Linked DNA regions of Sus scrofa: regions 1, 2, 3, 4, 5 and 7 are each linked to region 6. A link is a contact called in public Hi-C, HiChIP or PLAC-seq and promoter capture Hi-C data. All regions are on one chromosome and are shown on one strand. Each heading gives the region's core, a stretch centred on a gene start, on an enhancer-like site or on the middle of the called end of the contact. The rest is flanking DNA. Distances are from core to core; before and after follow the strand shown. Region 1 overlaps RAD51B (DNA repair protein RAD51 homolog 2). Region 2 holds the start of RAD51B (DNA repair protein RAD51 homolog 2). Region 3 overlaps RAD51B (DNA repair protein RAD51 homolog 2). Region 4 overlaps RAD51B (DNA repair protein RAD51 homolog 2). Region 5 overlaps RAD51B (DNA repair protein RAD51 homolog 2). Region 6 holds the start of ZFP36L1 (mRNA decay activator protein ZFP36L1). Region 7 overlaps RAD51B (DNA repair protein RAD51 homolog 2).

What was found. Promoter capture Hi-C pulls out the DNA fragments that hold promoters and counts their contacts. A called contact is a pair of places that touch in the nucleus more often than the background predicts. HiChIP or PLAC-seq counts read pairs in DNA pulled down with a chosen protein or histone mark.
Region 1: a contact with region 6 is called in an H3K27ac HiChIP or PLAC-seq map of skeletal muscle. The contact joins the enhancer-like site here to the promoter of ZFP36L1 in region 6. A contact is called at or near these places in 1 of 5 promoter capture datasets (liver), 6 of 47 Hi-C or Micro-C datasets (embryonic fibroblasts, liver and skeletal muscle) and 2 of 2 datasets of contacts at active chromatin or transcription factors (alveolar macrophages and skeletal muscle).
Region 2: a promoter capture Hi-C map of fetal liver shows a contact between it and region 6, with 5 times the contacts expected there. The contact joins the promoter of RAD51B here to the promoter of ZFP36L1 in region 6. A contact is called at or near these places in 3 of 5 promoter capture datasets (fetal liver and liver), 1 of 47 Hi-C or Micro-C datasets (embryonic fibroblasts) and 1 of 2 datasets of contacts at active chromatin or transcription factors (alveolar macrophages).
Region 3: a contact with region 6 is called in a promoter capture Hi-C map of fetal skeletal muscle, with 13 times the contacts expected there. The contact joins the enhancer-like site here to the promoter of ZFP36L1 in region 6. A contact is called at or near these places in 3 of 5 promoter capture datasets (fetal skeletal muscle, liver and skeletal muscle), 4 of 47 Hi-C or Micro-C datasets (embryonic fibroblasts, liver and skeletal muscle) and 2 of 2 datasets of contacts at active chromatin or transcription factors (alveolar macrophages and skeletal muscle).
Region 4: a promoter capture Hi-C map of skeletal muscle shows a contact between it and region 6, with 10 times the contacts expected there. The contact joins the enhancer-like site here to the promoter of ZFP36L1 in region 6. A contact is called at or near these places in 2 of 5 promoter capture datasets (fetal liver and skeletal muscle), 6 of 47 Hi-C or Micro-C datasets (embryonic fibroblasts, fibroblasts, liver and 1 more) and 2 of 2 datasets of contacts at active chromatin or transcription factors (alveolar macrophages and skeletal muscle).
Region 5: a promoter capture Hi-C map of fetal skeletal muscle shows a contact between it and region 6, with 13 times the contacts expected there. The contact joins the enhancer-like site here to the promoter of ZFP36L1 in region 6. A contact is called at or near these places in 4 of 5 promoter capture datasets (fetal liver, fetal skeletal muscle, liver and 1 more), 10 of 47 Hi-C or Micro-C datasets (embryonic fibroblasts, fibroblasts, heart right ventricle and 5 more) and 2 of 2 datasets of contacts at active chromatin or transcription factors (alveolar macrophages and skeletal muscle).
Region 7: a contact with region 6 is called in a Hi-C map of omental adipose tissue, with 2.3 times the contacts expected there. The contact joins the enhancer-like site here to the promoter of ZFP36L1 in region 6. A contact is called at or near these places in 4 of 5 promoter capture datasets (fetal liver, liver and skeletal muscle), 17 of 47 Hi-C or Micro-C datasets (alveolar macrophages, embryonic fibroblasts, epiblast stem cells and 9 more) and 2 of 2 datasets of contacts at active chromatin or transcription factors (alveolar macrophages and skeletal muscle).

Annotation. Positions count from the first base shown.
Region 1 is chr7:91,861,385-91,865,101 of Sscrofa11.1, forward strand. The region is part of intron 8 of RAD51B (DNA repair protein RAD51 homolog 2); the gene reads left to right. Among named protein-coding and RNA genes, the nearest start is that of RAD51B, 270 kb to the left of the region's middle. Within about 2 kb of position 2,232, at least 23 of the 83 cell types and tissues checked have an H3K27ac peak or open chromatin away from gene starts, as enhancers often do. A contact at or near this core is called in embryonic fibroblasts, liver and skeletal muscle, where this site is marked.
Region 2 is chr7:91,590,420-91,594,250 of Sscrofa11.1, forward strand. It overlaps RAD51B (DNA repair protein RAD51 homolog 2), which reads left to right and starts at 1,994. Exons shown (of 12, transcript XM_021099935.1): 1 at 1,994-2,070. ZFYVE26 (zinc finger FYVE domain-containing protein 26) reads right to left here and starts at 61. Exons shown (of 42, transcript XM_021099396.1): 1 at 1-61. The coding sequence starts at 30.
Region 3 is chr7:91,674,291-91,677,798 of Sscrofa11.1, forward strand. All of the region lies in intron 8 of RAD51B (DNA repair protein RAD51 homolog 2), which reads left to right. Among named protein-coding and RNA genes, the nearest start is that of RAD51B, 84 kb to the left of the region's middle. Within about 2 kb of position 1,866, at least 20 of the 83 cell types and tissues checked have an H3K27ac peak or open chromatin away from gene starts, as enhancers often do. A contact at or near this core is called in fetal skeletal muscle, liver and skeletal muscle, where this site is marked.
Region 4 is chr7:91,840,414-91,843,783 of Sscrofa11.1, forward strand. The region is part of intron 8 of RAD51B (DNA repair protein RAD51 homolog 2); the gene reads left to right. Among named protein-coding and RNA genes, the nearest start is that of RAD51B, 250 kb to the left of the region's middle. Within about 2 kb of position 1,773, at least 11 of the 83 cell types and tissues checked have an H3K27ac peak or open chromatin away from gene starts, as enhancers often do. A contact at or near this core is called in fetal liver and skeletal muscle, where this site is marked.
Region 5 is chr7:91,943,046-91,946,862 of Sscrofa11.1, forward strand. All of the region lies in intron 8 of RAD51B (DNA repair protein RAD51 homolog 2), which reads left to right. Among named protein-coding and RNA genes, the nearest start is that of RAD51B, 350 kb to the left of the region's middle. Within about 2 kb of position 2,241, at least 43 of the 83 cell types and tissues checked have an H3K27ac peak or open chromatin away from gene starts, as enhancers often do. A contact at or near this core is called in alveolar macrophages, fetal liver, fetal skeletal muscle and 3 more, where this site is marked.
Region 6 is chr7:92,493,528-92,497,215 of Sscrofa11.1, forward strand. ZFP36L1 (mRNA decay activator protein ZFP36L1) reads right to left here and starts at 2,337. Exons shown (of 2, transcript XM_013989124.2): 1 at 1,844-2,337. The coding sequence starts at 1,900.
Region 7 is chr7:91,961,737-91,965,153 of Sscrofa11.1, forward strand. The region is part of intron 8 of RAD51B (DNA repair protein RAD51 homolog 2); the gene reads left to right. LOC110261690 (a long non-coding RNA gene) reads left to right here. Exons shown (of 2, transcript XR_002346148.1): 2 at 18-988. Among named protein-coding and RNA genes, the nearest start is that of RAD51B, 370 kb to the left of the region's middle. Within about 2 kb of position 1,500, at least 6 of the 83 cell types and tissues checked have an H3K27ac peak or open chromatin away from gene starts, as enhancers often do. A contact at or near this core is called in omental adipose tissue and retroperitoneal adipose tissue, where this site is marked.

The DNA of each region.
Region 1 (3,717 bases), core at 982-3,481, 630 kb before region 6:
ATACATGAGGATGTAGGTTCGATCTCTGGCCTCTCTCAGTGGGTTAAGGAGTGGCGCGGCTGTGAGCTGTGGTGTAGGTCACAGACGTGGCTCTGATTCCACATTACTGTGGCTGTGGTATAGGCCTGCAGCTGAAGCTCCAATTCGACCTCTAGCCTGGGAGCTTCCATATGCTGCAGCTGTGGCCCTAAAAAGAAAAAAAAAAAAATCAAATAGGCAAGTCTGTTTGATAAAGTTCTTTGATGATAGGATCCTGTTTAACTTTATATGTACTGTATAAAGTCCTTTTGTTCATGTTGGGACTATAATAATACAAAGCTATAGGTTTTTTTCATTTCTGCCTATTTTTCTCCATCCTGGACTTAGTTGGCTACACTGTTTCTAATGCCTAATTAACTCTTCTGTCACTCATCCTCTCCCTCAGTCCACATTTTTTGCATTGTCTGTAATTCATAGAATCACAGTTTGATAAAGCATTGGTGCTGGAAGGGCCCTTAGATGTTAACTACCCAAACTTCATTTTATAGGTAAGAAAAAGCCTGCAAAAGGAACAGGCTTAGGCCAAGGTCAGGTACCTGCCAGAGATTAGGTTCGTGGTGTTTTTCCACTATACTACTCCAGACGCCATGTGTCAGGAATTTTCCAAAGCACTAGACTAGGAATAACTACTTCAACAGACAGGGAGTGCATCTTACTGGAACGGGCAGTTTGGGAATCAGGCAGATTTGGGTTTGAATATCTTGTTCTGCCACCTACTGGCAGGGTAAATCGCACAAGTAACTACAGCTTTTCGGGACTCTTGTTTCTTCCTCTGTATATGAGAATAATAACAATAGTACTTGAAGGTTACTACGAGTACTGTATTATATAATCTGTATAATGTGCCTGGTATACACATTGTGTTCAACAGATTTTTAGTTTTGTAAAAATCTGCTGATCATAGGGAAATGTTATGTCATACATTTGAATAGTAATTTAAAATAGGTATTTTATAATTGGCGATCATGAGCTTCTCTGATTCAATAGTACTCTCATAAATTTAGCATTAAAGTATGAATGGAGTGAGTTGTCTGGAAATGAATTCCTGAAAGTTATTTATACCATGACAGTGATTCATGTATTTCCCTTTCCCTTATGGCTTTCATCTGTACTTAGCTGCAGTGTATCTTGTCCAAAAATTTTTGTGAAAGTTGACCTCACCCTAGGAAGACATCTGGAGTGTCCTTGGGTCTGGTCCCTGGTTTTTATGTAGCCAAACACTAGGATATAAATCTAGACTATAATCTATATAGAATGCTAAATTCATAGTTTTGAGACTATCTAGTGGTGTTCTGAAACTCATTGAACTGTGTGTTGAACAGCTTCCATGTGAAATTACGTGCACTTCTTTGGAGGACAGGTTGAAGTTATGTGTAACATAAAGGGGCCCAAGATCGTCCTGTTAAAAGGAAGCAGAACTACACTGTTGAACCCAATAGCATGCGGAGGAGGAGTGAGTTAGGCAGCAAAAGCTAAGACTGAATTAGCAAAGGCCAGAAGCAACAAAGGAGAGTTTGGAAGCTTCAGAAGGAGTGATTCAGGGGAATTTCAGTTGAGGGCCTCTCAGCTTGCATAGATGTCGTTGCCTGACTGGAATGCACTTAAAGCTTGAAGTGGATGGAAAGACCTTGAGAAACTAGACAGAAAGAATTTTGCTGTTTTTTAATAAAGAGAAGGCTTGGGAGAAAGAGCTTTGGCTTAGATTTTAGACAGAAGTTAAGTACGACTAGAAAGAGGCGCTATATGCTTTCCTCCTTATGGAACTCTTCATTGCTGAGGCACTTTCAAGTTCACATAATTTGGTCCATAACTGTGGTTAGATACAAAGAAGCTGTAAACACATTTCTTGATTGCTTTTTCAGTAAGGTGAAAGTGGAAGAGAGTGAAGCAGTTGTGGGGAATGGAATGGATATTCCTTGGGCCTATTCTTACCTACTGTTGTATATTAGATTCAAAGCCTTAGGACAGCAGTTTCTTAAAAATAAATGTAGGTATGATTTGGGGAGACTGTTGGACCATCGAAGACAACCAGGAAGTAGAAGGTGCTGCTTTGCTATATTTTGGGTTCATCCAGATGGGATCAAACCAGAGGAAGTTGGCAAGCACTGGGACTCCCCGCTCAGAACCACGCCGAAATAATTGCGGTAGCAAAAGAATTTCCCCAGGAGTCTTATTCCACTCGAGGCATAACAGCCAGAGATTCTTGGCCCTTAAGGGCAGAGCGTCAAGGTTGATAAATTTTAGAGCAATCAACTGAAGTCTGTAAACTCAGGAGAACTATTAGATGGTACTGGGACTGCGTTGTTTCCCTCATTTCCTACAGAAGTTCTACTATGAGTACATGTGCCCTGTGATCTACCGTTGAGAGTTAGCTCTTCCCTAATATCATGTCCTCTCCCTGAGATTGAATCTACCACAGTTTAATAAGTGAGGAGATTATAAAAGAATTTACCTTTAAGAACTGGTGTTTGACTTCTTCTGTATTCTTGAAAATTCTGGCCTATTATAACCTTATCATTTTTTTTTAAAGCTTTCTGGCAAGAGCTCTGCATGACCTAAAATTTGCCTTCCTGTTTAATCATTCTCCGAGCGTTTCTCCACACCAGCAAAGTTAGGGACACTTCATCATCATCAGTATTGCTTATCCCTGTCGTCTCACATCTATCCTGTATTGTCCACTTGCATCCCCTTCACGGGCCCAGTCTACTGACTTACATACATTAGGTTTTCATTAAATGTTTTTTATTTACTCTTGAGCGAAGAAGTAGTTTTTTTGTATTTTGTACAACTGACGATTAGGGAGAAAGACTGCACAACAGGAAGGAATTACTGTGACTAAAGAGTCATGCATGAGATGAAAAGTGGGCGCTTTAAAATTTTTAACAGCTTTATTGTCACAATTGATATCCAATAAGCAGCACATATTTAATTTGATAAGTTTTAATATGTCTCCACTCCTGAAGTCATCACCACAATCAAGACAATGAACATACCCCTTATCCCCAAAAGTTTCTGTGCGGCTGTTGTAACCCATCTCTCCATCTTTCCCCACCTTACCCTCCTCACTCAAACCACTGATCTGTTTTTGTCGCTGTAGATTAGTTTGCATTTCCTAGAGTCTTATGTAAATAGAAGGATACAGGGTAATCTCATTTTGGTCTAGCTTTTTCACTCAGCTTAATTATTTTGAGATCCACTCATGGTGTCGCATGTTACCATCACATCATTCGTTTTTGTTGTATGTGTATAACAGAATTTACTTAGCCAGTCACGTGTTGATGGATGTTTTGCCTTCTTTCCAGTTTATGAAAATTACAAATGAAGCTACTAGGAACATTGGACTACAAATCACTGAATAGTTTTATGTTTTCCTTTTTCCTCGTAAATACCTGGGAGTAGAGTGGCTCGATCATAGGATAGTGTATGTTTAGCTTTGTAAAAAACTGACACACTGTCTTCCAAAATGGCTGTCCCCTTTTGCATTTCCACCAGCGGTGAAATAGAGTGCCTGTTGTTCCGTGTGCTTGCAAGCATTTGACAATGTTGATGCTTTGAATTTTAGCCATTCTAAAAGATGTATAGTGGTATCTCCTTACTGTTTTAGTTTGCAATTCCCTAATTGACGTATAAGGTTAAACATCTTTTCAGATACTTTTTGTCTTCTGTATGTCTTATTTG
Region 2 (3,831 bases), core at 744-3,243, 900 kb before region 6:
AGTTTCCTCTTTTCCAAATGGATGATGCATTTTCCCAGCACAGAGTGCAGGGAGACAGAAAGAGATGAATTACGCAAAACACATCGTCAATTTTCTCATTCGTGGGGTACCGCCTAGAAACAATAGACAGGAACGAGTGACTACTAGCTGCACTGAGAAAGGCGGGGCTTATGTTTCTAATTATCTTTGTAAATATGATTTGACATATTATTATCTCCTTTTGAAAAGTTCCACCTTTTCCCTAGGGGTGGATCCCATCTCTCTACGCGCATCCAATACTGAATTCACATTAATCGTCACATTAGCCCGCGGCGCAGACCCCAAACTCGATTTCCGTCTTTCCTCCAGAACTTTATGCCCAATCCGGCTCCAAATCCCCAGGTGATCTTCTCTTTAAGGATGAGAAATTCGGCAGGAAGCTTCCTAGTTTGAGCCCTCTTTAAAGGCAGAGGATTGAAAATCAGGAAAGGAACGTGTCAGAACTGGAGGGCGGAAGGGATTGGGGCGCAGGGACGCTCTCTCTAGGGGTCGTGGAGAGGGCCCCGCCTTCTCTGGGGCGCTTTACACTCACCTGCTCCCAGCGCCCAAAGCAGTAGAGTTTCCAGCGCAGCCATGTTTGAGCCGAGTCAGGTGACAAATCCAGTTCGGGAGGTTAAGGGAGGGGCGGGAATGACGAGGACAACGCCTACTGCCTACTCGTATTGGTCAATGGAGGGAAAAGATGCAAATAAAGCGCCATATTTGTTTTGGTCACGTGACACCACCTCTAGCGACTAGCGAAAGCTAGGTAGCTAGGAAAGAGGTTATCACCTGGCTCAGGACCATCCCTCACAGTTTTGACAGCTATTCCGCTTGACAGGTTCCATTCTGCATTCGGTGGAGCAAGTGTTAGGAATAGCTGTATGCCTTGATTTTTTTTCCTTCTCTTTTCTTTCTAGTTTGAACTCAGCGTTTACTGAGCGCCAACCTGTGATAGTGCTTTGCCACGCCCTGGGGATACTCAGAGCAGGGAAACCAGTCCTTCTCCATTATTGCAACAAACACTTGGGCCCTCTTATAATCCCAGAACCCTACGTTTTGAATTCCCATTTTCTTCTGCCTAACTTCATTCATTTGCTCATTTACCCGACAACTGTTAATTGATATGTGTGCCTGGCCCTACTTTAGAAGCTGAATAAGATGCGGTCCCTGTCCTCAAGGCGCTCACAAGTTTAGTGAGGGGTGCAGGTCAATAATTAGGATGCAGTGGGCTAAATTATAAGATAGAGGTATGCACAAAGGAGATGAGAGCAAAGAGTGAGCAAAAGCCTCTCTCAAATACAATAATCTGAAACTGACTCTTAAAAAGTAACGATTTCCTAATTACAGTTGCTTTTACATTGAACCTTTGATTTGGTTTCCTTCACGTTTTTCTTCAACTATAGACTCTTACATTTCCCCATTACGTGCTTTTGGTTTGAGCATTTTCATTCAGCATTTTCCAAACTATTTCACCACCAAAGAGTGGTGGAAAAGTAAACCGAAACAAATCAAAGGCTCTTTTGCAAAATCTCTTCTATGATTGGAGGATTCTCATCTACGCCCAGAAAAATAACGTCTCTTTGATCCATTATGCAAATTTTTATATGTAGTGACAAAAGAAATAAAAGAAAAATTCCAGTCTTCATACTCTTCTTACTGATCTGATGTTCCCTCTACTGGATTCCGCGCACCCCCCCCGCCCCCCAACGGTGGAAGTTCCTGGGCCAGGGATGGAATCCTCGCCACAGTAACCACTAGAGCCGCTGCAGTGACAATGCTGGATCCTTAATCCCTCTGCATCACAAGGGAACTCTCTCTCCACCGGATTTTGATAACCACTGTATTGGGAAATTGGGATTCGTAGATTTATTTCATAGAACTACAATTCCCAGCAAGCAGCGGAGTCGACCTGGGCCTGTGCCTACCTTTGATTGGATGCTTGGCAGGCGGATGGCCCAACCAGCATTTCGGTTGTTGCTTCGCGTCACTTTCCACCGGGAACTGTGTGAGGGGTAGGGGAAACTTTGAAAGTTGGATGCTGCAGACCCGGTACTGGAAAGTTTCATGTGGCGGGCGGTTCGGGGAAGTGGGGTGCGGTCATTATTTTCTGCTCGCTTTCTGTACCCCTGGTGTTCCTATTAGGGGAGCAGAGAGTCACTCTTGGCTACAGGGCACGCCCCCTTAGGTCCTTAGGGATCTTAACTTGAGACCCGCCGCGTATGTGAAGGCGTCCGGCCTTCTTTTGTGAGCGATGCTGGGAAGCTGCACCTTGTTGGGAGCAGCTCTTTTAGGGGGTTCTGGGATGATGATTTCGCTTCTTGATGTCCATCCATCTTCGCAATTGCAGGTAGTTTGAGGTCTAGGTAGGGGAGCTCGTCATTAAAGGACGTTTAGTGTTCTGCCTATCTTCAGGTGACGTTGAAGAAGAGGTATTTAATAGCATGGGATCTGCAGTCAGATTCCTGGTTTCGAATGCGCGGACTCCACCGTGTGCTAGTTGTTAGAATTTGCTCAAGTGATTCAATTAAGTGCCTCATTATTCTTAATCTGTAAACTGGGTTTACAATGGCGCCTAATAAGGGCTCAAGAAATATATCTTATTGTTAATTCACAGTTTCCATTGACCGTCTAACGTGAGGTTTTTTTTTTTAAATGAGAGGATTCAGTTTCCAGGATTGAATGTCTTCCTTCACCCCCTCATTTACATGCGCGTGCACGCACAAGCAGAGCAGGAATTCAGTTTCTGGTTGAAGAAATAAGCATGCAAGCCATAACAATACGTTAATAAGATTATTGGACAAATGTGCTCACAGTAGAATGAGAACATTGGAGGGGAAGAGACTAAGTTGTGGCAAGTCTTTGTGGAAGAAAGTCAGGAAGGCAGAATGGTGCTTGTGTAACCTATCAATGTTATGGCTGGAAGGCAGGTCAGGTGAGACAGCAATTGCTGTTTTGCTTAAGGAATTGATAATGACTCAGCCTTGGTCTCCACATGCCATGCACCATCCACATCCTTTAACCTTCATTGCATTCCTGTGGAGCAGATATTTGAATTGTGCTTGTTTTTCAGATGAGGAAACTAAGATGTTGGGAAGCAAGTGACTTTGCAAGAAATGCCAGGGTTTGGGCCTTGCACTCTGAAATAGGAATGAGAGGGAAGTGAGGGACCAGTTTATGAAGACTCTTTAGGCCATCATTAAGAAGTGTGGAATTTATCTTGTGGTCTCAGGGAACCATGGGCAGTTTTAAAGGATGAGAGTAACAGGATTGGAGCAAATTTCTAGCAGGCTACCTCTGACAGGATTGTGACTTTTAGGTCAGAGGAAGAAGGAACTGCTTCTTCCTCTCTGGTTCCAAAGCACATTTAAATTCCAGTGACAATACTTACTGAATGACTGTGATTATTTGTGTATACTTCTCTTTCATTGTTTACTGCGAGTTCCCAAAGAGGAGGAAAAACGCTTAAATGATTCTTGTGCCTCAGAGCTCAGCAGTGTGTATTTATTTATTTATTTATTTTGCTTTTTAGGGCCACACCCACAGCATATGCAGGTTCTCAGGCTAGGGGCTGCATCGGAGCTATAGCTGTTGGCCTACACCACAGTCACAGCAATGCTAGATCTGAGCCGTGTTTGCGAACTACACCACAGCTCAAGGCAACGCCGGATCCTTAACCCACTGAGCGAGGCCAGGGATTGAACCCGCATCCTCATGGATACTAGTCAGATTCATTTCTGATGAGCCACGATGGGAGTGCCCAGAGTGTGCACTGAAGAAGCATCTGTGCAAGGAACACTTATTTGAATGGAT
Region 3 (3,508 bases), core at 616-3,115, 820 kb before region 6:
GTTTATAGGTCAAAAGGATTCTGTCTGCACTGGCCAGCCAGACATTTAAGTATTCATTACTTGTGCGTGTGTGTGTGTGTGTGTGTGTGTGTGTGTGTGTGTATTTAATGATGTTTGTGCATGGGATGTTTGTGCTAGGGATTTTGAAATACTGGAAGGGTTTTCCTATTTGCTGGGTGGTTTTAGAATTGAAAGCCATCAGTAGGAAAAAAGAAACAAAGAAAAATATTCTTCTTTCATCTATGTCCCATATTATACAAGTGTTAACTGAAAATAGCACCGATTTTCTGGGAAAGGCTGTGACTGAGACTTTTCTCACCCTTTACCCCTACTCCCCAATTCATGTTTCCTTTTTGCAATGTGGTCATGTGCTTGCCCAAGTCTGGCTTATGAACCGTGTAGAATATTTATGCAGTTTTGTTTTTTAAGTCCTACACTGTGCACATGATGCAGTATTTAATTTGGAATGGGCTCTGAGTTTAGTCACACGTGCTTCTTATGGTGTTTATCTTGGAATCCACAAGTAGGAGGGAAGTACTTTTGCATTTTATACATCTGGACATTGTTCATGATCCTCTTGTGACTTGGGAATTCTGTGTGGGGCAAAATCCAAAGAACAGTATTAAAAATAACGTGGAGTTATAATGACATCTGAGTGAAAAACCATGAGAATACCCTTCTGATCCCAGCAGAGTTTGATTTTGATGTGAATTTTTTCAGTTGTGTGTTTTACTGCTGGCCTGAGTAGATTGCTGGGATTAAGGTTACCTGACACCCTTGCAAGGAGGCTAAGGGGCTGCCAGACTTTCTTAAAGTGTATAGCAGATTTAGCTTTTTGGGGGGAGGAGGAGATTTTGGCCTTGATTTTGCATGAGCTAAGATAGGTGAAGTAAATTCTGCTTACTGTGCTGTGCCTCTGCCACTCTCTTGCACCATAAGCATCTTAAGATGATAAGATGATGATGACCTGTGAAGGTCTTTCCCTTCATTCCCTTGATCCTGCCCCAATCCATTCAGTTTAGAGCTAAAGGTTGATCCTAAGAACACTTCAGGGGCTGTATCAGGACTGAGGAAGGGCGGGCGTCTAGTAACCCTGTCTATCCCCTGATTACCTTTGAGATGTTGTTTCAAATAGGATTGGACAGGTATAGTACAGTACCTCCTTTTGGCTAGGATTCTGCTGGAATGGAAAAAGTGAGATGGGATGTACAGAAGCCTTGCTGCTCGATGAGTGAGTTTGCATATGGACAGTATTGCTTTTTGGCTCCAACCTAGTTTTCTTTCATTCCCATGTCTCATCTTTTATGCAGCTGCAGAGAGCAGGCTGGGAAAGCAGAATGAAAGCTTCAAACAGATTTGCACTTGAATAAAAGAAAGAATGATTTCTCTTAGAGCACAGACCCAATTGAGGAGGAAGCTGTTTGCTTTTTCACTTTCCGAGTAAGGACTGTTTGCTTTTTCCCCTTCAATTGTAATAAAAAGGGGAAAGAGCTAATAAAGTAGTTAGACCTGCTAGTTATATCTGATAGAGAATTTTCAAATGTGCTTAATAAGGCTTCTCCTATGATTATAAAAGAAGTAAATAGTTGGAGGGCAAAAGTCGAAATTCAGTTGAGGTTTTAGAATCAGTTGAATATGAAGTGGTTTGAGTGCTTGGATAAGACTGCTCAAGTAGAAGCTGTTTCTCTTTGCTGGTTTCTTTGGCCTTTCCTTTGGGAACTTTTCCCCTTTACTTTCGTAACGCATTTTGCAACTTTCAGTTAAAAAATATCCATCAAAGTTTAAACTTTTAGCAAATAAACACATCTCGATCCTCTGATGGGAATCACAACATAGCAGAGAATGGCTTGGCTTCAAGCTGGAGAGAGGTTAATAGTAGGACTCCAAGGATTGATACCAAGATCATGCTTGTTTAATGTTTTAATGACTCCAAACGGAAATGGTGAAATCTGCTGATGACACCAAATTGTTTTTGCTGATCCAAACAGGGATTTCTGGGAAGCTTCTTCATAGTATTTGGAAGAGTGGAAGAATTGGGCAATGTGGTAGCAGACACACCAAACTTGAAGTGAAGGTTTATGTGAAGTAGCAGGAATAACACCAGTACATTGAAGTTACAAAGACTGCCAGGTCTTCCAAGAGGAAGACTGTGGCATCCCCTATAAAGGACTTGGCTTTGATTCTTCTTGTGAAAGGAAGATTTAGGACAAAGAACATTTTGATATATAGAAGAGGAAAACTACTGTGGGGATAGTAGTAATTTCCAAGTGATGTCAAAGTTTCTTTGCTAATGCCAGCAGTGGTATAGCCAAATAAATGCTGTTTCCCTCAAATGGTCATGGAAGATTATATAGTCATTTTATGCACTTTTTTGGGGGGGCGGGGATAGCTCCTCCTTCCGACTGTTTTCTAGGGTGGCATGTCTTTATTTTTTAGGTTATTTTAGATTTTTTTGTGTAGCCACTGGTCACTTAGAACAAAGTATGGGAGTAAGATGAATGATCAAACTCGATAAATTTTAAATATAAGTTAAAGAGGCGAAACTAATTTTCTTTTGTTGCTTCAAAATTTTCTGGGGAAAATTATCAATGAGAAAATGCAAAAATAGGGAGTTTCCATCGTAAACCACAATGGTAACAAACCTGACTCTTATCCATGAGGATGTGGGTTCGATCCCTGGCCTTGCTCAGAGGTTAAAGATCTGGCATTGCCATGAGGCGCGGTGTAGGTCACAGTCTCAGCTAGGATTTGGTGTTGCTGTGGCTGTGGTGTAAGCCAGCAGCTACAGCTTCGATTCAACCCCCACCTAGCCTGGGAACTTCCATATGCCGCAGGTGCAGCCATAAAAATCCCCCCCCCCAAAAGCAATTGCAATAATATTTGTGTAATAGTAGCCAGAATAAGTTTTCTCCCCCATCTTTAGGTGATCTGCTTGTTTTTTTCCCCTCGGCTTTATTGAGGTATAATTGACAAAATTGCATATGTTTAAGGTGGACAGTGTGATGAGTTGATGTATGTATACATTGTGAAATGATTACCACAATCAAGTCAATTAACATACTCATCATCTCGGATAGTTACTATATTTCTGTGTGTGTTGAACTTACTTAAGATTTACTTTCTGGAGTTCCCGTCGTGGCACAGTGGATAACGAATCCAACTAGGAACCATGAGGTTGCGGGTTCGATCCCTGGCCTTGCTCAGTGGGTTAACGATCCGGCGTTGCCGTGAGCTGTGGTGTAGGTTGCAGACGCGGCTCGGATCCCACGTTGCTGTGGCTTTGGCGTAGGCTGGTGGCTACAGCTCCGATTTGACCTCTAGCCTGGGAACCTCCATATGCCACGGGAGTGGCCCAAGAAATGGCAAAAAGACAAAAAAAAAAAAAAAAAAAAAGATTTACTTTCTTAACTTTTGATGAGCATCCCCCCATTTTCCTTACCTTAGTCATGGTTAACCACCATTCTACTCGCTACTTCTGTGAGTTTTTTAGATTCCACATATGAGTGAG
Region 4 (3,370 bases), core at 523-3,022, 650 kb before region 6:
TCTTTCCTAAAGTCAGTGACAACCATGTCAGAACACTGGGGGTAGTAAAGCTTTGTAGACTAAACTGGAAGGAACTGCATGCCAGCAAGCTGAAATGTTCCTTAGATTCTAAAAAGTCAGCTATATAATTTAGGTCAGGAAATACTTAATTTTACAGAAGTTAATACAAAAAAGACCTAAAATTTTAGTTACCTATAAACTCAGAATCTGTCGTCATTCTCATAAGCTTTTGAGATGGACTTTGGAGCTGCATTTACATAAGCACATGTCCAGACCAAGCATGGACATATTAGCCCTGTCTCTGCTCTGGTCAGGCCACCTTTCGTTTGTTTGGAAATATTTTGATAAATGAGTTCACATAGGAGGGAATCATTCAGGTTGGAGACTGGAAGTCATGTCTCATGTGGTGTGGTTTAACGCACTGGGATTACTTAGTCTAAAGGGGAGCACTTATGGGATATATTTAAGTTAGGCTTCTTTGATTGATTAATTACTGCAAGCAATAATATACCTCATGGGAAGAGTATCCAGAAGTCTTCAAAGAAACGTGGAAGAATCAGGCTTGGAGAAAATGAGGGCCATAGCAGAGATCTCAGTAAACCCAGTGGTCATATTCCTTTTTCTTTTTTTTCTTTCTTTTTTTTTTTGTATTTTTAGGGCCGCGCCTGAGGCACATGGAGGTTTCCGGGCTAAGGGTCCAATTGTAGCCACTGGCCTCCACCACAGCCACAGCAACACAGGATGTGAGCTGTGTCTGCAACCTACACCACAGCTCATGGTAATGCCAGATCCCTAACCCACTGAGCAAGGCCAGGGATCGAACCTGCATCCTCATGGATATTAGTCAGATTTGTTTCCACTGAGCTAAGACGGGACCTCTCCAATGGTCATGTTCTACAGGGCCTCCCTGCCAGAGTGATCATCCTTCAGCAACCTTCAGCATTTTGGTCAAGATTCAAAACTAGAGAGTCCGGCTTGGGCCATGTGCTCACTCTTGGCTGAAGTAAGACAGGTTACCTTGACTCCCAGCCCCGCCAGGCTACCTTCAGCAGGGGAGAGGTCATTTCCCACAGAGAACTGGGGGTGCTGTTATTGAATCAATAGGGAAATGTATGCTGTACAGTTGAAAAAAAATAACAAATGTCCACAACAGTGATCATGATCTTTGAATATTTGGAAAAGAAGTGAGACTTGGTACTGATGTAGGGCAAGGGTTAGAATGTCAAGTGGGGGGGTGTTACTGTGTTTCAGCTCGAGGAAGAACATTCCACCAATTAGAGCTGGTAACAGGCTACATTGTGAGGTTACGGACCTCTCATTTTTATTAGGATTCTTTTGGTTGCCTGTGGCAGAAGTTTGACTTGGTAAAAAGAGAAATTTATTAGAAAAATACTGGGGATATCTCATGTAATTAAGGGAAGGCTAGACCAGCCAGACTGTGGGAAGGGCAGACATCCCACTGGGTCTCAGAAACAACTAGAACCAAGGACTCAAATGAGGCTGGCCTTATTTCTGTTTCTCCCATCTCAGCTGCTCTCTCAGCACTGGCTTCATTTTCTTTCTCTGCAGGCTCTCTGATGTACATCGTGTGAAAGATGGTTGCTAAGAGTGCCTGAGTGTCTCACATCTCACAGCACTCCAAGAAGCTCTTTTTCTTTGCCACATTTGAGACAAATCGTGGGAAGAGGCAGCGGTCCAGCTTGGGCTGGATGTCCATCTCTAGGCAAATCAACTAGGGCTAAGGGGCAGGATACTCAGAATGGCCAGGCAGCTGTCTTCTCTGGACTGAATCAGGGTATGGGAGAAATTTGGCTCTTGGTAGAACCACCATTGAGAAAAGCAGCTCACAGAAGAAAAGGGGATGCTCTTGTCAGAAGGGAATGTGGTGAGGCGGTAGAACAATCAGCATCCGTGGCTCTGCCACTGTATATGTACTGATTGTGTGAATCAGAGATACTATAGAAAGGAATCTTATGTTGGTGAAAATTTGAACTGGAGGACCCCCAAGTTCTTTCGGACTTGGCGATGCAAAGATTCCAGCTGTTTTCTAAATAAGGCAGGCACATGTTAGTTTTGGGTTGTATCAGAAAATTTCTTTCTCTGTGTATTTAAACTCAAGCATTATTCTGGTTGGAAGCCAGGGAATATTTACCCGGCCTTTTTTTTTCTTTTTTTTTTTTTAGTTTGAAAAGAGAAGAAAGTATTTTATTATCTAAAAACAAGTATGAGGTGGAAGAGTTATGTATGCTTGAAAAAATGGTACTTTAGGCCCTTAAAATTATGTAAGTTATCTTCAAAGGGATAGAAGACTCTTTAAATTTTTTGTTTCTAATTAATTTTGTTGGAGTATAGTTGCTTTACAATGTTGTGTTAGTTTCAGGTGCACAGCAAAGTGATTCAGCTACACATATATTTACTCTTTTCAGATTTTTTTCCCCTTATAGGTCACTGCAGAGTATTGAGGTCCCTGTGCTGTATAGTAGGTCCTTGTTGGTTGTCTACTTTATAGAACACTCTTAAGTCTGAATTATTTATCTTAAGATAATCTTTATAAACTTCTAATTGTGAAATAATTATAGCTCCACCAGAAGGTGCAAAAAAAATGTTCCGGGAAGTCTCGTGGGCTTTTCGTCCAGCCTCCCCCAATGTTAACATCTTGCGTGACTAGTTCAGTATCAAAACCAGAAACCTTCACTTGTTGCAGTCCACAGAACTTAGTTTTCACCGGTTATATTTGCATTCGGGTGTGTGTGTGTGTGTGTGTGTGTAGTTCTGCAGTGATTATGCCATGGGTAGCCTTGTGTAACCACCATCAATATACTTGACTATACCATGACCACAAGGAGCTCGGTAAGCTGTACCCATACCATCTCCCAGTCCCCCACCTCTGGCAACCACTAATCTGTCCTCCACATCTATAATTATCTTATTTCACAAGTGTTATATGAATGGAATCATGTGGTATGTGTCCTTTTGAGATGGACTTTTGCACTCAGCATGATTTCCTTAAGGCTCATCCACATTGTTGCGCAGCTATATAATTCATTCCTTTTTATGCTGAGTCTTATTCAGTGGTATGGATGTAACAGAGTGTGTTTCACTGTTACCCTTTTAAGGCTCTTTGGATAGTTTCCATTTTAGGGCTCTTCTGAATAAAGTTATGAAAATTCATGTACAAGCTTCCAAATGAGAAATTAAGTTTTCATTTCCCTAGGATAAATGACTAAGAGTACTTATTTGGGTTGTACGGTCAGTCCATTTTTAGTTTTAAAACATGCTGTCAAATTATTTCCAGAGTGGCCGTTCCATTTTACATTCCTACCAGCAATATATCAGTCATCTAGTTTCATCGTGTCCTTTTCAGCATCTG
Region 5 (3,817 bases), core at 991-3,490, 550 kb before region 6:
ATGAACTGTGGTGTAAGTTACAGATGCGGCTCGGATCCTGCGTGGCTGTGGCTGACAGCTACAGCTCCAATTAGACCCCTAGCCTGGGAGTCTGCATATGCCGCGGGAACGGCCCTAGAAATGGCAAAAAAAAAAAAAAAAAAAAAAGGCAGTCTTCAGGGTGTTGGGGTAACTAGGCCCCAGTCTCCAGTCCTTGACTCAGCTCCATTCTTACAAGGTCTTTGGCATATGCTGGACAGTGCTTCCTCTTCAGCTGGTCAGTCACTCTGTCTCCAGGAAGGTAACCAACAGGGCAGGTATCCCAGGTCCAGTGTGGGGCTTGCTAGACCTTTTTGGTTAGACAAGTCTTCAGCTGGGAGCCAGGATCAGAACCGTGTTGTACCTCTGTATCTTTGTATCCCCCACAGCTTTCTGGATTGCCTCATCTCTAAATTAATGACTTAACGTTTGATAGAATGATTGTTCGTGATCAGCTTCTGGTGCCATCATGGGCCAGGCTATAGCTTCATCTCTTATTAAAATTTCAGCTTTTTGACGAGGCTGAGGAAACTCAACTCACCTCTAGCCAGTCTCTGCATTCTGCCCCTGCTCTTCAGAACAAGTTCGCTTCTTTCAGCTGGGTAGACACAGAGAGCAGGCCTGTAGCCAGTTGAGAGGCTACAAAAAGCATCAAATTGTAGGGCAGTCTTATGCAGATGACTTTTTGATTCAATATAATGTGGGTTGTATTAGTTGAGAGTTTTTGATGTTAACAGAAGCTAACTCTCGCTACCTTAAAGGAAAAAAAAAAAAAACAAAAACCCCCAAGTTTTGAAGGGATATGGAATGGGTCATAGAATTGAAGGAAAAGTAGAGTGAATATATTTTCAGAGCAGGACAACTCTAGGAATCCAGGAAACAGGAACGAATAGATACCTCACAGTACTACTTCTGGAATGAATCCATTCCAGGAATTTTTTTACATCTTTATTGTTCAGCTAATTATTCGGAGTCCCAGGAGAGAATCTGATTGGCTGGCTTGGGTTATAAGCCTGTGCTTGCCTACAGGAATCACCTGCACCTGGAATGAGAGTCCCACCAGCACTGCCTACAACAAAGGTCACAAGAGTTCCCAAACCATGGTATTTCTACCAAAAGAAAGGGAGATTCAAAGGCAGCAGATGTCCACTACAGATCTGTGCAGGGGAGGAAAAGATTCAGGCTTACAGCCCAAGAAATGAACAGCCATGCAGGGGTTTCTGCGTCTTAGGATGTGCCCTGCAGATGCTTGTCCCAGCTCAGGAGTGCTCAGCTGTAATTGTCACGTCCTTTTGTCTCCAGCGTACTTTTAGAATTTAAACCAGTCATTAGCAAGGGGCATCACTGGTCATTGTAGTTGCCTGGAGCAACATGAATTTTAAAAAATTCTTTGTGATAAAAATCACCATCATCACTGTCGTCATCCCTTCTGGAAGGCCAAAATTAAGGCCAGTTATTAGAAGTAAACTGTCACAAGAACCTCCCGGTTAAGCGATTGTCTCACTTTTGAGTTGTGTCAATCCACAGGATTTGAGTCTTTGCGGGCTTTGATGAGAGTAACTCACTTCAAAAGGATCAGCAAGACAGAGATTTCTATTTCCATAGGCTGAGGGATTTCTAACAAGAAGCCATATTGTGGATAGTAGATTATAATAACAAAGGGGATTTTAAAATGCGGATGACACATTGACTTGGAATGTTTTCTCATCTGTATTTACTTACTCCTAAGTATGTTCCTTCGTGCGCTTTTTCTCAAGTGGATGGCCAGCTGTGGGCCACCTTTTTCTGCTCTCATGGCTCTATGCCCGCTTTCTTTCTTTCCTGAACCACTCTGCCTTCCTTCATCTAGTCTTGTGTTTTCTCTCTAAATCTTCTTTTCTCTTAACTCTATTTCATCTCTCCTTTCTTTTCCCTATTTGGTCTTACAGTTCATAGCTTTTTTTTTTTTTTTTTAAATGAAGTATAGTTGATTTACAGTGTTGTGTTCATTTCTGCTGTACAGCAGAGCTATTCAGTTACACACACACACACACACACACACACATTCTTTTAAAAATTCTTTTCCATTTCATAACTTCTATTCCTTTTCCTGAAATTCCTTTCTTTTCGCCTCCTCTAAATCAATGTTCTAGTGCCCTACTCCCAAGCTTCTTATCACTTCACGGTTAATCCCTAATGTGTTTACTGATCTGTGGGCCAAAAGGCAAAATCCCCAGGGCTCTCTCTCCATGCCAGCACGGTGAAAAGCAGCAGCTAGCATTGCTCAACAAATGCCTTGTGAACCATGACTCAAGGGATGAGAACTCTTTTGTCAGTGAAAGTTTACATGTATATGTCTGCATGTATAGCTAAGATGTATGACCGCATTCAGGCAGTTAGTTTGCTGAATGGGCAGACACTTGGAGTTTTCATTTTTCTGATAGGGAAGAGAATTAAACACCTTCGCCTAAATTTCTTTCTTAAGTTAATGGACGAGGTCCTGAGAAGTTACGTAAGGAAACCAGATGATATTAAAGAGAGAAACGGGGACAGGAGACCAGCAAGCAGTCAGGCATTAGTACATCCTGATCCTGCTGACACATTTTCGACAGCAGACACAAAGAACCTATTATGGGTGCGGTGATAGAACAGAAAGCAGAAGCAGGAAAGAGATGGCAATAAATGGGAATAAAATCCAAGCGATTGCTGTGTTTGACTGAAAGAAAGAAGAAAGAGGGAAGGGCGTACCAAACGTGGAAGGGCAAGAGAATGGAAGTAGAGACATACCAGTGGAGACAGATCAGAGATTCGAGACGCTTTTCTTGCCTCAATAAAACATTACACATTAAACAGCAAACAGGGAACATGTATTTATCCTACTCAGCCTCAGTGTCTGCAGGACTTTAAGGAATAAAAGCCCGACACTGTTAGAGTAGCATCTTTAAAAAAATGTCACTTCAGGAATCCAGTCCCCTATAAAAGATTTGGGAGAATGTGAGTCGCCCAAGTGAGAAGCAGTGGCAAGTGATACACATCTTAAGGAAAAGTGATTTCAAGTGGTATTGAGGGCTTCCCAGCTGTCAAAAAAAGAAGAGCAATAGGGTCCCATCCACCTTGCGTGCCGGGAAAGAGCAGACCCACCTAATGTTTGTCTAGTCCTGGGCCAGATGCTTTACATACCCTTCTAATTATAAGCCTCTCTGTACATAAAAGTGAAGCCAAGGGGCTGAGAATGCTACCCATTGGGAAGAAAAAGCAGAGGGAATTTGCGGAGCCAGTTCCTAAGGCTCAGGGGGAAATAACTTTGGTTTTGTCAAGTCAGAGCGAGCAGCCAAAGGCAGCAGCCATAGGAGCCTGTCTGAGGTAAATCACCCGGCGAGGTCTGTTCTGTCTTTATTGCAAGGTCAGGGACCATAGCCAGGCGGCCACATGGCTTCAACCGTGGAAATCCCCTAACTTTCCAACGGCTGCAGCCCCACAGCTCCGAGGTTTTACTCACAGAATGGCTCTCTTCCAGCTTTCAAATCTTTCCAAGTTGATTAATCATGTTCTTCTTCTGACTCATTCAGGCCTCTAGAAAATAGCTCTAGGTCCTGGAGGAGCCGTGCAGATCAAAGAGGTCAGATAAATTGGCCTGATGTTGGCCTATAGGAAAACCTAGAAGATACTGCCAAGAGCATTTAAGTATCTGTCCTCAGATGCCAGCATGCGGGCTATGGCCCTAGGCCATCAGCTCATTCATGTATTTGAAATAGGGTGGGGGGGGTGGGGGGTTCACTTGTGTTAGGAAATGGGGCTGTGAGTGGGAATTTTGATTTTT
Region 6 (3,688 bases), core at 1,087-3,586:
CCCCTGACTGGTGGGGGGGGGGGGTAGGCAGCAGGGAGAGGGATGTGATTCCCGATTATAAAACTCATTGCCCCATGCTCCCAGAAGGGGTGAGTTCTACAATAATCTCTCCCACCATTCACTGCTCACCCCACCCCCTCCACTGGGAAGATGCCTTTGCAGTTAGTCTCCTGGCTGCAAGAGCAGGCTTGGATAAGAGCACCAGCGTTTAATCTTTAACGCAAAGCTGCAGGTGGGAAGGAAAAGGAAAGCCCCAAATCCCCCCACCCGCCTCCCAGTCAATAATGGATTGGGGGGGTGGCCCGCAGAGGCACCACAGGCAGGTTTCTGTTCCAATGGGACCCTATTCACCTGCCCAAACTGTTCCCAAGATTTGGAAAGGGTGCTAGCAGGGGGTTTGGGAGTTGGCTCCCAGTCCATGTGGGTGTCATTGTGCAAATTCTAAAGTTGGTCCCTTAGGATCAGCTGCGGGGGATCGGGAATCTGTAACAGCAACCACCCCACGGAGCGGATTACAGGAACCAAGTTGAGAGCCTGTTCCCAACAATGAGGTTCATTTAAAAAGTCCTGCGGGGGGGGGGAGGGGGCGAGAGAAAGAAATAGATCAAAGAGCAGGAGAGCCGGGAAGAGAAGGGAGAAGTGCCGCGGCCGCCAAGGCAACTTAAGTTTGGGAAAGTGCAGGGAGGGAAGGCAGCTGAAATTCAAACTTTTTTGATGTTGCTCTTCAGCTCCAGGGCGTCCCTGCACCCCAACCCTGCAGCCCGGGGGCCCTGGCAGCTGCGCCGACTGGAGAAGCAAGCTGGGAAAAGAGAGCAACATGACCCGACGTGTTTAAAAGAAAGCAAAACACTTTAGCAATTAAAAGTAGCCTAGCAGCTTCCCTCTTTCAAATTGTGGAGGAGGCGAAAAAAATTTAAGTCATGGGCTTTTGTTGTGTACACTTAAGCCGCACTCCTGGAACACTCGGGATTTAAAACTTGCCTTTTTCCACACCGGCTGGCAAGCTACACGGCTTAAGGAGGCCCCTATTATATCCTTCCTCGCGGAGACCCTTGAACTCAAACAGGAGTTTCGTTGTCGGTACCCCCCCGCCCAATTCCCTCTACATCTACGAGTCGCGGTCCCTTGGGAAAAAAAAGGTGAGCGAGTCCCACGTTCGCCCAAAGTCTGCAGGAGATCGGCTATCACAGGAGGAAGCCTGGCCGAACTGTGGCGAGCTGAAGTCCCACTGCAAACTCGTTTTGCAACATCCTTTGAATCACAACTCTTGGCCTTTTTCTCGCAGATCCCCAGCCTCTCCAGAACAGAAGGGGACACATCCCAGCAAAACACTGTCCTGAGATTTACCTCTCCACCGGACCCCCACTTCCCGAGCCGCAGTCCGGCAATGTGGCTGGAGAGACTCGAACCCCCTCCCGGCAGCGGTGTCGCCCGGCAGCGGCGACACCCTGAGCGCTCACAGGGAAACCGAGCCCACTACCGAAACCGGGCTCAAAAGCAGCACGTTATGGACGAATGAATCACCGAAAAAAAGAAAAAAAAAAAAAACTGCCCCGGTCAATGCCCCGCGTCCCCCGGGCAGCCCCACGTAAACTTCGCCCCTCAAAACTCTGGACTCCAGATTCCCATGTAATCCCCGCCAGGAGCTGCTGAAATTCAAAGGATGGGAAGGAAAGCGCCAAATTCCTTCAAACTGGGGGGCGAAATGGGGCGGAAAAAACAACTACCTCGCCTCTCCTCGCTTTTTCCCAGTCTTCCCAGACCTAAACTTTGGGGGGTTCTTTTGGCAGACAAGAGAAAAAAGAAAAAGGCTTAGAAAAGTAAATGCTCCGCCCCACTTTACCTTGCATAAAACTTCGCTCAAGTCGAAGATGGTGGCAGACACAAGGGTGGTAGTCATCCTGGGCGCTCGCACGGGGCAGGGACGAGGATCTGGTTTGTTGTGAAGGTCCCGGTGCGGGGAAGGCTCTCCGGTCTGGAGTCCCACACGCCTGCTCCCGGCGCCCCTCGCCTTTCTGACTCTCCCCGGCTGCGGCGCGCGAAGCCCAATTTATATAAGTTTCAGATTTGGTGGGCCGGAGAAGAGGGAGGAGCTTTAAACTTATTTAAATGAGGAAGAGGAGGAAAAAAAGTTGATTGACACTGAAGTTGAATCAGCCATGCGGTCAAACTCGGGGGAAAAAAAAAAAGAAAGAAACTTTCAAAAGGAAGAAGGGGGAGGGGAGACGAGGAAAGAAGGCAAAGAAGAAAAAAAAAAAAACCCACTGCGAGCTGCGCACAACTTTTTTTCTTAAAGAGGAAAAGTTTCGACTCCGCTCGCTTGGCTACCCCTCGCTGCAGGCGCCCCTCTCTGGGGCGGTGCGCCGCGCGGGGGGAGGAGGGGAGCCCCCCCCTTTGTCAGCCTGCGAGCGCGGCTCTGTGACATCACTCATTCCACCCTCTTCGGGGTTCTTGTTGTTGTGTTGTTGTTTTTTTGTCGGGCAGGAAGGCGGGCTCGACTTTCTCTTTTTGCAAGCTGGAGCAGAAGCCCGTCCTTAGCGCCCGGGCTGCGGTTTCCATCTTGAGCAGATCTCCCTTGAAACTTCTCCAAGTACCCGCATAACTTACTCTTTCCCCGAGTTTTCTTTCGCACTCGGCTCCCCTCCGCAAACCCCACGGGGAGAGGAGATTGAAAATAAGAAGCTCACAAAGCGTTCAAGTTTAGGGTTTTGTTTTTTTTCAGGGGCGGGGATGGGGGTTGAGAGAGGAGGATTAGGAGACTTTTTTCCCCCCAGGAGGCCCTGGCCTGGCGGGGACGAGCACAGAGCGATTTAGCCCGCCGCACGCGTCTACACCCGCGATCGCTTTGCAGCGGACACCCTCCGAGAGTGGACTGGAGGGGTGGGGGGGGCGGGTTGTTAGCGAAAAGACCACGGCCCTGGCGGATTGTTTTAACAGGCTTGGGAGTGTATTTATTTCACACATCGATCTTTAAACGTTTTTGTAAAGAAAACCCGAATCCTCATGAGCGCCTCTTCTCCTCCTCGGAGGGAAAAAAAAAACCCACCCAGCAAGGCACAACTTTCCCCGCGCACTCTGAACCACGGGCCGCGCCGAAACTACCCCTACCAACACACATGCGCGCGCACACACACACACACGCACACACACACACACATACACCTAAACCACTGAACAAGGAAAAAAAAGTTGCTTTGGTAAAATAAAGGTAAAGAGATGGAGGAAGGCGACACTTTTAACTTATTGTTGCTTCTCCCCCGCCCCCAGGGGAACGGAACATATGGCTTGTCACAGTGAGCTGTTTTGGCGGGATGGGAGGAGGGGGGATATGGGATCCTCGAAACCGAAATGCCCCAATTGATTATTATGCTTTTGAAAACTGGGAAGTATATATTTATTTACTGTTAAGTTCAGATGCCCCTTCACCCACCCAAATAAAAAGTTGTCAACGTGTGCCCCACTGCCCACGGGTTGCTGGCGAGAAGACCGTGATGGAAATCTTGGGGCCGCATTTCTTTCCTATTTCCCCGCGTGCCCGGACGCCTCCTTGGCCCTCGCACGTTTCTTCCCAGCACTCGAGGCGGCCGGGTCTGTTATGAAACCCTGTGCGCTGAGTGGCTAAGAGCGGGTTCCATTGCGATGTAATTAGGTCACCCCATTATGAGCACGTTTCTTTGGAAAGGACGGG
Region 7 (3,417 bases), core at 250-2,749, 530 kb before region 6:
CCAGTTTTTTCCTTCAGGGTCTGCCAGTGTCTCAGGGCTCCCCAAGTGTCTGTTACCCTGGACGCCCGACATGCCGCAGGACACCCTAAGCTAAAGGAAGCTGCGGCAACCCAGTTTTGTCCTTTCACTCTGTGAAGAAGATGAGCTTGGGGGCTATCCCCAACATTTCTTTGGATTTTTGCTAACAAAGGAAAGAATAGTATTAAAACAAAGCAATGCATATCTAAGCCTGGTGATGATACTGCACATATACTCTGTCTTAAAGAACGCCCATAAAAACCAAATCTGAATGGATAAAGCTGATCAAACAGACAGGTTTCATTTTAATTATAAAAGCATTCTTTACAACTGGAGCTACAGTTGAGTTTCATTACACAGCAAGCTCCTGATGTGAACTGTAAAGGATCTCCTTTACAAAAATGAAACAAGAAAGATTGTACACCTTGGCTTTTTAGGAGCCCACTTGTTGCATGAAACAAAGAACAACTGGACTGTCGTTAACCCATGTACTTTCACCACACCCTCCTCTACTTTCCAACTGGGATCTCAGGGTGCTTTTTCAGCTGGCCCCTCGGGGTGATTGCAATATCCTGATTTTTCAGAGCAGGCACTGGTGACATGAAGGTCTCTTGTTGAAGTGACCCAGGTAAGTCACAGTCACCAGGGTAAGCCAGCAGGTTGGGGATATGAGAATTTTGTTTATTTCTTCACCTGCCAGAGCTGCCATTCTTTCATAAAGCATAAACGCTGTGCCTTTTGAGAATACCTGCAACAATACCTGTAAGTCAGACCGACGATATCAATCACAGGCCACCACCCTAGGGATGCTTTGAAGCTACAAGAGGGTTGGGAGACCTTCTTGTTTGTTAAGCATGAAATGTCATAAAAATTCCAAAGCAGGACTCAAATTTCCAGGGGGAAGGGACCTCTTTATTGTTTCCTCTAATAGCTGCTTTGGTGCTTTAGTGAATAAATGTGTTGCTCAAAAGAACCCTAGATGCAGTCTGGAACGATAGACCGGTTTTGCTCCCACTTGTGTATTGAGCATCCATTCTGAGTTATTTATTTATGATAGTTTTGTGGTTTTTGTCATTCCTCACCACCCCCTCCCCCCTGTGCCCCGCCACCATTTGTCCTGTCTTTATTTTCACACCCTCCAATTAATTGATATCTTCTGCTCTCAGGACTACAGCAAAATGTGTCTGTGCGTGTTTATGTGGATCTTCACTGAGCAGACTGTGCTTTTAAGTTGCTGGAATAGAACAATGGTAAAAATGAGTCATGCCTTGTTTCCATGTTTGTTTCTGAGACAAGAAACTTAATTTTCTCATTATAATGCTCAAGGTAGCTATAGCATTTTTTTAAAAAAGAAATAACCAAAACTTGAGTCAATTCCTTTAATTAGATTTTTTACAAAAATTTATAGAAGTCTCTCGACTTGTATTTCCAAAAGGAAAGAACACAATAGTCGGGATTTTATGACTTTTCCTCCATAGGGAGACAAACCTTACCCAAAAGAGGCCAAGTTTTCTCCCCAGTTCCTGGGAACAGGCCCTTTGGGTGTTGCCCGCAGCTGCTCGTAACCTTAGCATGACCAGCATTCACCGAGGGCCTATGCTTACATTTCAATGATATCTCATAAACCAGAGACCTGAGGGCTGGGGTCCAACAGTAAGAAAATAGGAGAGTAGAGCTGAAGAGTAGGGGACATTCGCAGGAAGCGAGAGAATATTGGCCAGGCAGAATAGCAGAGGTGAGCTGGGACTCAGCCCCAGGGCAGAGGCAGGGCTCTAGCAAAGGGTGACCAGATGTTCCGGCACCTCCACTCTCATGGATACAAACAAGCCCAAGATGTCAGTGTGCCTTGGTTTTCAGCATAAAAAGGCCCACTGATATTCTCGAGTGTCAGTTTATGGAGCTCTTCAGTGCAGCCTATAACTTATATGAATGGGGAAGAAAATGTTTCCACAGGAAAGAGAACCGCTGGACAAAACACGTTTGTCTTTGACCGGTTGTCATGGCCCTGCTGTTCGGAGTCATGGACAAGTCCTTGGTTCTTGTAGGACAGACCCTGAGAAAAAGAAGTGATTCATTTTCTCTCGGTTGCACTTTTCAAAGAGGACTTTTTTTTTTTTTTTTCTTTCTTAAAGACAGATTTTGTTTATGGACCTAACATCCCCGGCAGTGGCCAGTGGGCTCAGAATCTTCGAGAGGTCCTATTGTGCTCCTCCCTCCTAAGTTTGTGCACCTCAAGGAGCTCCGTCCCATTAAAATTCCTTCTTAAAAGCATAAGGTGAAAGAGCCAAGCATGTTTTTTTTTTTTTTTTTAGAGGGGAGTGTAGCTACAGAAGGGGAGAGGACCCCCAGCCTTTTCTCTTTTAAATGCTGCGAAATAGCTTAAAACCCGTTCCAGCTTTTGGAGGAATGTGGAGGAGCTGTCATTTGACTCGACTCTTTAGGAAAACAAAGTAAAGGAACATCATTTTAAGAAGAGACTTTCCCGTGATGGGCTCTAGTCTCTCAAGTGTCCTGTAAGCATCAATCATATCTGTCCCTCCAGATACACAAGCTAATAACCTAAGTTGTCTCCATGTCTGTTGGACCCAACACCTTTGCTCATTGCTCTGCTGAATTTCTTTCAGACATCGGTTCTGTAATTTCCCAGCTCAGCTCTTATAGAAGTGTGAAATACCGTTTTTGATGACGAGAAAGAATAGTATTGTTTACGATGAGATGCTAATACATTTCCGTACAAGTTCTCCGTTTTCTGTAGGAAAAACGCCAGTGTCTATTGTGACCAAATGCAATTCTCATTCAGCTATGTTATCTCCATCATACACGTAAACATTGACCTGTCTGCCAGTTGTGCAGAGGTGCAGGAAGGAACTGTTTTGTTTTGGTTTTTTTATGACTTTTATTTTTTCCATTGTAGTTGGTTTACAGTGTTCTGTCAATTTTCTACTGTACAGCAAAGTGACCCAGTCATATATATATATTATATATAACATATATATAATATATATGTATTACACACATACACATATTCTTTTTCTTACATTATCTCCATCATGCTCCATCATAAGTGACTAGTTATAGTTCCCAGTGCTATACAGCAGGATCTCATTGCTAATCCATTCCACTGGTTTTTATAAGAATTTAAAAGGGTTGTCTTTTGAAGTTCCCGTCGTGGCACAGTGGAAATGAATCTGACTACAAACCATGAGGCTGCGGGTTCAATCCCTGGCCTCACTCAGTGGGTTAAGGATCTGGCATTGCTGTGAGTTGGGGTATAGGTCGCTGATGTGGCTCAGATCTGGCATTGCTGTGGCTGTGGTGTAGGCCAGAGGCTACAGGTCTGATTAGACCCCTAGCCTGGGAACCTCCATATGCCATGGGTGCAGCCCTAAAAAGAAAAAA